2 separate regions of the Macaca mulatta genome follow, and region 2 is linked to region 1. A link is a contact called in public Hi-C data. All regions are on one chromosome and are shown on one strand. The core of a region is the stretch at or near the end of the contact, and the rest is flanking DNA. Distances in the headings are between cores, read along the strand shown. Region 1 holds the start of ADPRS (ADP-ribosylserine hydrolase). Region 2 holds the start of AGO3 (argonaute RISC catalytic component 3).

Region 1 (3,646 bases), core at 967-3,466:
CTCTGGGCCTTGGGGGATGGTCCTGATGGAGTCTGCGCTTTCCCCAGCCTCCTGCAGGAAGTCCGACAGCAGCTCAACTCCGACCATCGGGGCAAAATGGAGACACTGGAGATCGACAGAGGCTGTCTCTCTCTCAACCTCAGATCCCCAAACATCTCGCTGAAGGTCGACCCCACACGTGTCCCTGATGGGTAAGAAGAGTGTTTCAGCCAGTCTCTTCTCCTCCCCTCCCAGGCCACACCCTCATGACCTCCATTTTCCCTGCCACCTGCAGCTCCACCACACTCCAGCAGTGGGATGACTTCAGTCAGTTCAACAAGGACCGAGGGGAGGCTGAGATGAAGGCAGCCACAGAGCTGAGAGAGGCCATTGCTCTAACTATTGCTGAGGTGACGGGCCACCCACAGCTAATGGATGGCCCCAGTGTGTGCTCAGCCCTTATCTTCTGTTCCCTGCTGTGCACGTGGCCCCCTGCCCCTCGCTTGAGTAATATCCTCAGGCAGCCGTGAGTATAGACCCTTCCCTTGCCCGGTGTTTCCTCCTTCAGACCAACAACGAGCTTGAAGCCCAGAGAGTTGCAACGGAATTTGCCTTCAGGAAGCGGCTGCGGGAGATGGAGAAAGTGTACAGTGAGCTCAAGTGGCAAGAGAAGAATGTGAGCGTCTCCCAGGGCATGGATTTCCTGCTGTGGGATGAGGAGCCACATGCCCCCGCCAGGAGGCACTGGATCAGGCGTGTACGGTGAGTCCAGCAGGTGGAAACCAGTCACTCTGTCCTCTGCAGACCTTGGAGGAGATCGCTGAGCTGCAGGAGGACATCCGGCACCTGGAGGAGGATCTGCGCACAAAGTTCCTGAGCCTGAAGCTGTCCCATACCCGGCTAGAGGCCAGAACCTACCGGCCCAATGTGGAACTCTGCCGGGACCAGGTGAGAGGGTGTCCCAGTGGGGGCACGGGCCCCCTGGCCAAGGTTTTCTCATATTCCTGATGGCGCAAGGGCACTGCTGTCACGGGGCAGCACTCAGGTAAAGGACAGTGTGGCTGACTTGGAACTCCCAACCCCTCTGCCTCCAGGCACAGTATGGCCTCACTGACGAGGTTCACCAGCTAGAGGCAACCATCGCTGCCCTGAAGCAGAAGCTGGCACAAGCACAGTAGGTCTGGGGAGTGGGTGGGAGGAGCAGTGAGACGATGCCCAGCAGTGGGGCCTCTTGCTGCCTGCTGGCTCCCTGGGGCTGTCTTCCTGACTAAAGGCTGTGCACTCAGCCCAGGCCTCCTAGCCTCATGGGGGCTGGGGGTTGTCAATGCCCTTCCCTAGGGACGCACTGGACGCCCTGTACAAGCACCTGGCCCGGCTGCAGGCTGACATTGCCTGCAAGGCCAACTCCATGCTGCTGGACACCAAGTGCATGGACACGCGGCGCAAGCTGACCGTGCCCGCTGAGAAGTTCGTGCCTGAGGTGGACACCTTCACACGTACCACAAATAGCACCCTGAGTCCACTCAAAAGCTGCCAGCTGGAGCTGGCCTAGCCTTGGAGGACTACGGGAGGAGGGCAGGGTTGGGTGGGCAATGGAAGGGGAGAGGAGAGAATGAATGGAATAAATGCAGAGGATCTCAGGCCGGCTGTTCTCTGCCCCACTGTATGTAGCCAGCAGGGAGAGGGTTCTATGGAGGAGTAAAGACGGGGAACACCATTCCCCCGCACTCCATGTACCAAATCCAATCTTTCCCCTCCCCTCAAGGAACCCCTCTCTGGGCTGGGCCAGCACTCCTGGGCTCCAGCAGCGCGGCCTCTACCTGGCTGTGCCCCAGCTGGCCCCTGGTCCGCCCTCTTGATGCTTAAGGAAGGCCCACAGCGGGCAAGGGCCTGGTGGGAGGGCTTGGGGGTGGTCCTGGCCTCGGTGGAGAGGGCCGGCTGGGGGTGCGGAGTTAGGGGTGCTCGCCTGCAGAAGGCAGTGGCCTGAAGTGATCCAGTGGTCCGGCTCAGTGCCCATCCCCCAGGGACCCCATAGCGGCCTTCCCATCCAGTTAGCCCAGTGGTGAGGAGCGGGAAGAACGGGGACTCAAAGCACAGACTGTCGGGAGCTGCGCGGCGCCGAGACTCCGGGCCGCTGGGCGGCGCTGTGGGCCGGGCGGCGGAGCGGTGACTCTAGGCCCCGGGGAGTGCTGCGGAACGGGAGTAGGGAAGCTGCGAGGGTGACACCGGAAGTGGCGAGCGGCCTGCGCGCGGATGGCGGCGGCGGCTATGGCTGTAGCTGGCGGCGGAGGGGCTGGCGCGGCCCGCTCTCTCTCACGCTTCCGAGGCTGCCTGGCTGGCGCGCTGCTCGGGGACTGCGTGGGCTCCTTCTACGAGGCCCACGACACCGTCGAGCTGACGTCAGTCCTGCGTCATGTCCAGAGCCTGGAGCCGGACCCCGGCACGCCCGGGAGTGAGCGGACAGGTGGGCGGGGCCGGGCGCACGTCAGAGGCCGTGCTAGTGGGAGACCGAAGGGGCGCGGAGCCTCCGGGGGCGACGGGTCGGGGGTGCGTGGGGATGAGACTGTCGAGGGCACCGGGGCCGGAGCCGGATGACCCGCAGACAGCTTGGGCTCAGCGAGTGCTAGCGCGATCTCCGGCCTTAGACGTCTCGCCCCGAACATCCCGTGCTCGGGGCGTGGCAGCACCGGGGCCTCAACCGTGCAGGGTGTGGATAAACCCATCGTAAGTTGAAAATACCTGAAGTGGAAAGTGCGCTTTCAGCTTAGACGACTGTTTTATCTGTACGCAGCCCTATCGGACGTCTAGGAGCCTATTGAATGCGTATCAGCGTTATCGGAAAGCCGAAAAAAACTTAAGTTGTACCATCCTAAGCCGGGGACTGCCTGTCCACCCTTGCCGACTTGACCTGTTTTTCCCGATTCTCTAGAGTCAGTACACCACCAGCCCGTTCTCCACCCCGCTGGGCGTGCTTTGGAAGCCTTACTGTAATCGCTTCCTCCCCCGCCTAAAACCCTGCTGTGATTTCCCGTTACCCTTAGTTCAGAGCTACATTCCTTAACGTGTCCGACGTGGTCCAGCCCTCCCGCACGTCTGCAGTTTGGTCTTCCACCAACCTTGGCCTTGCTTTCTGCTCTTCGGTTCCTCACACCATGCTTTCCCCTAGGCCAGGAGTTTGCATGTGCTGTCTCGCCTGTAAAACTGACTAACTTTGTGCGCTCAGATCCCGGCTCAGGTAGCAGGTGTGAGGTCAAGCAGAGAAGGTGAATCTTCCTGGAGAGCAGGTAGCATAGTGAGAAGAAAGGGCCATAGTCAGAACCCTGGAGAACACCGGTAATTAAGAGGGAGAGAGGGAGGGAAGGGGGCTAGGGAAGGAAACAGTTTGATAGGATGAGGAGCAGGAGTGCCTATCAGTGAAACCTAGGGAAAGAATTTCAAGATGAAGACACTGGTCACTGGTGGTGTGCTACAGATAAGTGAAGTAGGGGGGTATCTGGATCCAGAAACTATCATTTTCAATCTGGGCATGGTGGCACACAACCTGTAATGCAGCTACTCCAGAGACTAAGGTGGAAGGATCTTCGCTTAAGCCCAGGAGTTCGAGACTAGCCTGGGCAACATGGCAAGATCCTGACTATAAAAAAGAAAAACAAATAGACTGGAGCTG
Region 2 (3,574 bases), core at 101-2,600, 160 kb before region 1:
TCTTGAAGCTTATTTATTTATTCATCTATCTATCCATCCATCAATCCAACAAATATACTGAATGCTGCTATGTGCCAGGCACTGGCACTGTTCTAGGTACTGGGGCAATGGGAGTTAAGGTAATACCCAATGACCCTGCTCTGTACCCTTAAGAGCAGACTCAGTTGGGGATGAGTTATCCAAAAATAGGGTGTACATGTAGTCAGGAGAGAGCCTCATACAGCTTTGCCTTTGGCAGAATCCTTCAAACCTCTTTGTCTTCCTACTTCTTGATATTACAAATCATGAGCCTTTCACATGCGTTCACTCTAAAGAGGTGGGTTCCTGGATAGCAGAAGTAGATAGAAAGGCATCATTGACATTTATTGAGATGGAGTGAATCAGAAGGTGTAAATTCTGCTCCGTCAATGTCGAAAAAGACTAGCCGATCTCAAGGGTTCATCACTGTCACCATGTCTATTGTCTATTCTGGAAGAAGCTGAAGAAGTCTGCCTTTGTTTAGGAAACCAGTTCCAGAATCAGAGGGGTTGAGGATATAAAAGACCCTTGCACAAGAGTTGGTATTTACCCTGTCAGATGCTGCTACCAAGATTTGGATTGTGTACAGTCGAGGATTAAAAATGACTTTTAAGATGCAGTGTTTCATCTGGTGACATTTAATTTGATATTTTAAAATTGGGGAGGGTATTTTCAGCCACGGGGGTAGGGATGTGAAGGAAGCCGAAAGTAAGACAGAATTGGAGTCAGATGTGGTTTTGAGTCCCATACATTTATTAAGTGTTTAATATTATATGGTAAGTGCTTTAAAATGGTAAATACTTCTGTTATTCACTAAAATTTGGGGAGGGTTTCCTCTGTGCTTTATGTACATTCCCTAACCTTACAACTGTGTAAGGTACATACTGTTCTCTCAATTTTTCAGATAAGAAAATTGAAGCCCAAAGAGATCAAGTGACTGATCCAAAGTCCCACAGTGAGGGGAACTGAAGATAGGATATTCTTTCTCCTTTTCCTCTTTAAAAAATTATTTTGATTAAAAAAAAAAAAAAAAAAACTAAACCGTATTACTGAAGCATAAGGACATGGGGAGAAATTATGAATCATTCCTCAGCCTGAATAAAATAGTATCATGTTTCATTAGGGCAACAAATATTTATTAGGGACCTACTATTTGCCTGACATTCAAGTGGGGTGGGGGGCACACAAGTAGTAAATAACAGACTGGGCAAAGGGCTACCAAGGCAATACTGTAGTAGACTAACAGGTGCCCCACCATGGGTGGTCCGGAAAAGGCGTCTCAGATGTCTTCCGTTGAGACGTAAAAAGAAACTGCAGGGTGGGGAGTAAAGGGAGGGTGGAGAGGAGAGGGTTCCTGGCCAAGGGAACCAAAAGCAGAGAAGCCCCAAGTCAGAAAAAAGCAGCGCTTGGCCCGTTGGGGGGAATTGGAAGCCGAGCAGTACAGCTGTAGCACAGGCGGGGACCGTTTACGCCGTGCGTTTTCACCCTGGAAAGGAGTTTAGGTTTTCGAAGTGTGACGAGGCGCTATTAAAGAGTTTTAAACATGGAAATTACTCGATCTGTTTGTGTAGTGTCCTGTTCGTTAGTCATCTTTTCCAAACTATAATACATTTTTTTTAATCCTAAAAATGGTCGTTAAAGCAGTCTAGGAGTTAGGTCAATTGCGGTGGTCACTTGACCGCCTGTGAGGAGGCGGCGCGTGGGGCGGCTCGGACTGGGCGTGGCGGGGGCTCAGGAAGGAGGGTTGCCCTACCCCAGCGGTCTCGGCTCGGGGCCTCCGCGGCAGGCTTGGGTCCTTCACCCGCCAGCTCCAGGTAGGCTACTCCTCAGGTAAGCCCCGCCGCCAGCCGCGACGTCGCCGCAGACAGGCACCTCCCCCACTCGTGCGGCATGAGGAGTCCTGCCCCTTCGGGTTGTCTCCAGCCAGCACTGCCCCGCGGGGGACGGCCGAGCCCGCCGCATGTGGCCCGGCTCCCGGACGCTTCCCCGGCGTCCTCCGCGCCGGCCGCTCCCGCCCCGACGTCGCTCCGGCACGGCTCGGGGCCCAGAGGCGAGGCGAGGACGCCGGGCAAGCCAGGCAGCGGAACTGACGCCGGCGGGCTTCCGGGGCGGCCCCGGGCAGGTCGGCGGCGGTGGCCCGCAGTCGTGGAGGAGCGGTGGGAGCGTCGGCGGCCGCGGGCGATGCAACTTCCGGACGGGACTCCCCTGTGTCCGCGCCTCACGTCTCCCCTTCCTCTCGCCTAGTCCCGTGCCGTTTTCCGTCCGCGACTCTTCCGGCCCAGAGCTTTCGGAGTGCGGTTGCTCAGGGGAAGCCGTCGCCGCCCCCGCCTCGGGGCCGAGTGAGAGTGTCCGTCGCGCGGCGTCGCCCCCCGGGCCGCCTCCTTGCCCCCAGTGGCGGGCTCCGTTCTCCCTCGAAGCACTCCCCCCAGCTCCATGAATGGAAATCGGCTCCGCAGGTGAGTCAGAGTCTCTGGGCCAGGTAGGGGATGTCACCAAGCTACTGTCCTCTGAGTCTCCCTGCTTCTCCCGGCCGGCCCAGGTGCGCGAGGTGAGCGTCGGGCGGGCATCCCCTGGTCTCCCGCCCCTCGCCCTGCTCCCCTGCGATCTCCGCGCAGCCCAGCCGCAGTTCCCCGGGGGCCCCTGAGTCGGCGAAACTGCGAGCCGGGGAAACGCTTGGAGGATTTAAGTTTGGGGTTATCTAAGCGGTATTACTCTTTGCTGGAGTACCCTTTTTCTAGACTTTAGAATGGTTTGCCATTGTCTAGTTGGAGTTCTTGTCCTTTAGCCAGTTTGTGTGCTCCGTAGAGGCTGGGCAGCCAGCCAGCTCCCTTACCTACCTCTTAGGGTAGTTGTGAAGATACACTGAGATAACGGATAACTTCAAATTAAGTTCGAAGGAGGTGTTGGTGCAATGTTAAATTCAACACGGCATTGCTCCCACCCTCGAGTTCTTTTCTGTTGTTTGTGGCAGCATGGTAGATAGTTTCTGAGGAGCTTGGAAATGTCATAGCAGCCTGGATCACTGCTTATACGAGGAGGTGGATCTTAAAATTGCTGACAGCATTTTTTGTTTCATTCTCTATTCCCTAGAGAAGTAGTTGTCATATTCCTGGAAATTTGGAATTTAAGAAAACTGCTTTATCTTCGCGGGGAAGAAAGCAGTCTTGCAGTCGTAAGAGAAAATTGCAACATGGTTAGTACTTGTCCTTAAAAAAGGAAAAGTACTCTTTATGGTTCTAAAGTAATTAATTCAGGGACAGAAAGGTGTTGCATAACGGTTTGCCTAACAAGTGATCATGCTTGGCATTTTAAATTTGAAAGTATGCTTCAGACGATCACAAGTTCGTAAATTAATTTTCAAAATATTTGCGGGACTGTCTTGTTACTAATGGTGTTACAAGTTCCTGAATTCCATATCTCTTTTTGCCAATTTGATATAAGAAAAACTTATGTAAAAGAAACCAGTGACATAATGATAGCTAAGAACTTTGTTGAATAGATTGAGTATTAAGTGTCAAGTGGATGCAAAAAAGCACTCAAACTGGGGAGGTGAGAT

What was found. A called contact is a pair of places that touch in the nucleus more often than the background predicts.
Region 2: a Hi-C map of fetal cortex germinal zone shows a contact between it and region 1, with 2.2 times the contacts expected there. The contact joins the promoter of AGO3 here to the promoter of ADPRS in region 1. A contact is called at or near these places in 2 of 14 Hi-C or Micro-C datasets (fetal cortex germinal zone and liver).

Annotation. Positions count from the first base shown.
Region 1 is chr1:204,720,442-204,724,087 of T2T-MMU8v2.0, reverse strand. It overlaps ADPRS (ADP-ribosylserine hydrolase), which reads left to right and starts at 2,216. Exons shown (of 6, transcript XM_001110060.5): 1 at 2,216-2,443. The coding sequence starts at 2,233. TEKT2 (tektin 2) reads left to right here. Exons shown (of 10, transcript XM_077964011.1): 5 at 48-191; 6 at 275-389; 7 at 548-655; 8 at 784-927; 9 at 1,074-1,153; 10 at 1,318-1,619. The coding sequence ends at 1,531.
Region 2 is chr1:204,876,660-204,880,233 of T2T-MMU8v2.0, reverse strand. AGO3 (argonaute RISC catalytic component 3) reads left to right here and starts at 1,350. Exons shown (of 20, transcript XM_077963786.1): 1 at 1,350-1,832; 2 at 2,263-2,474. The coding sequence starts at 2,456.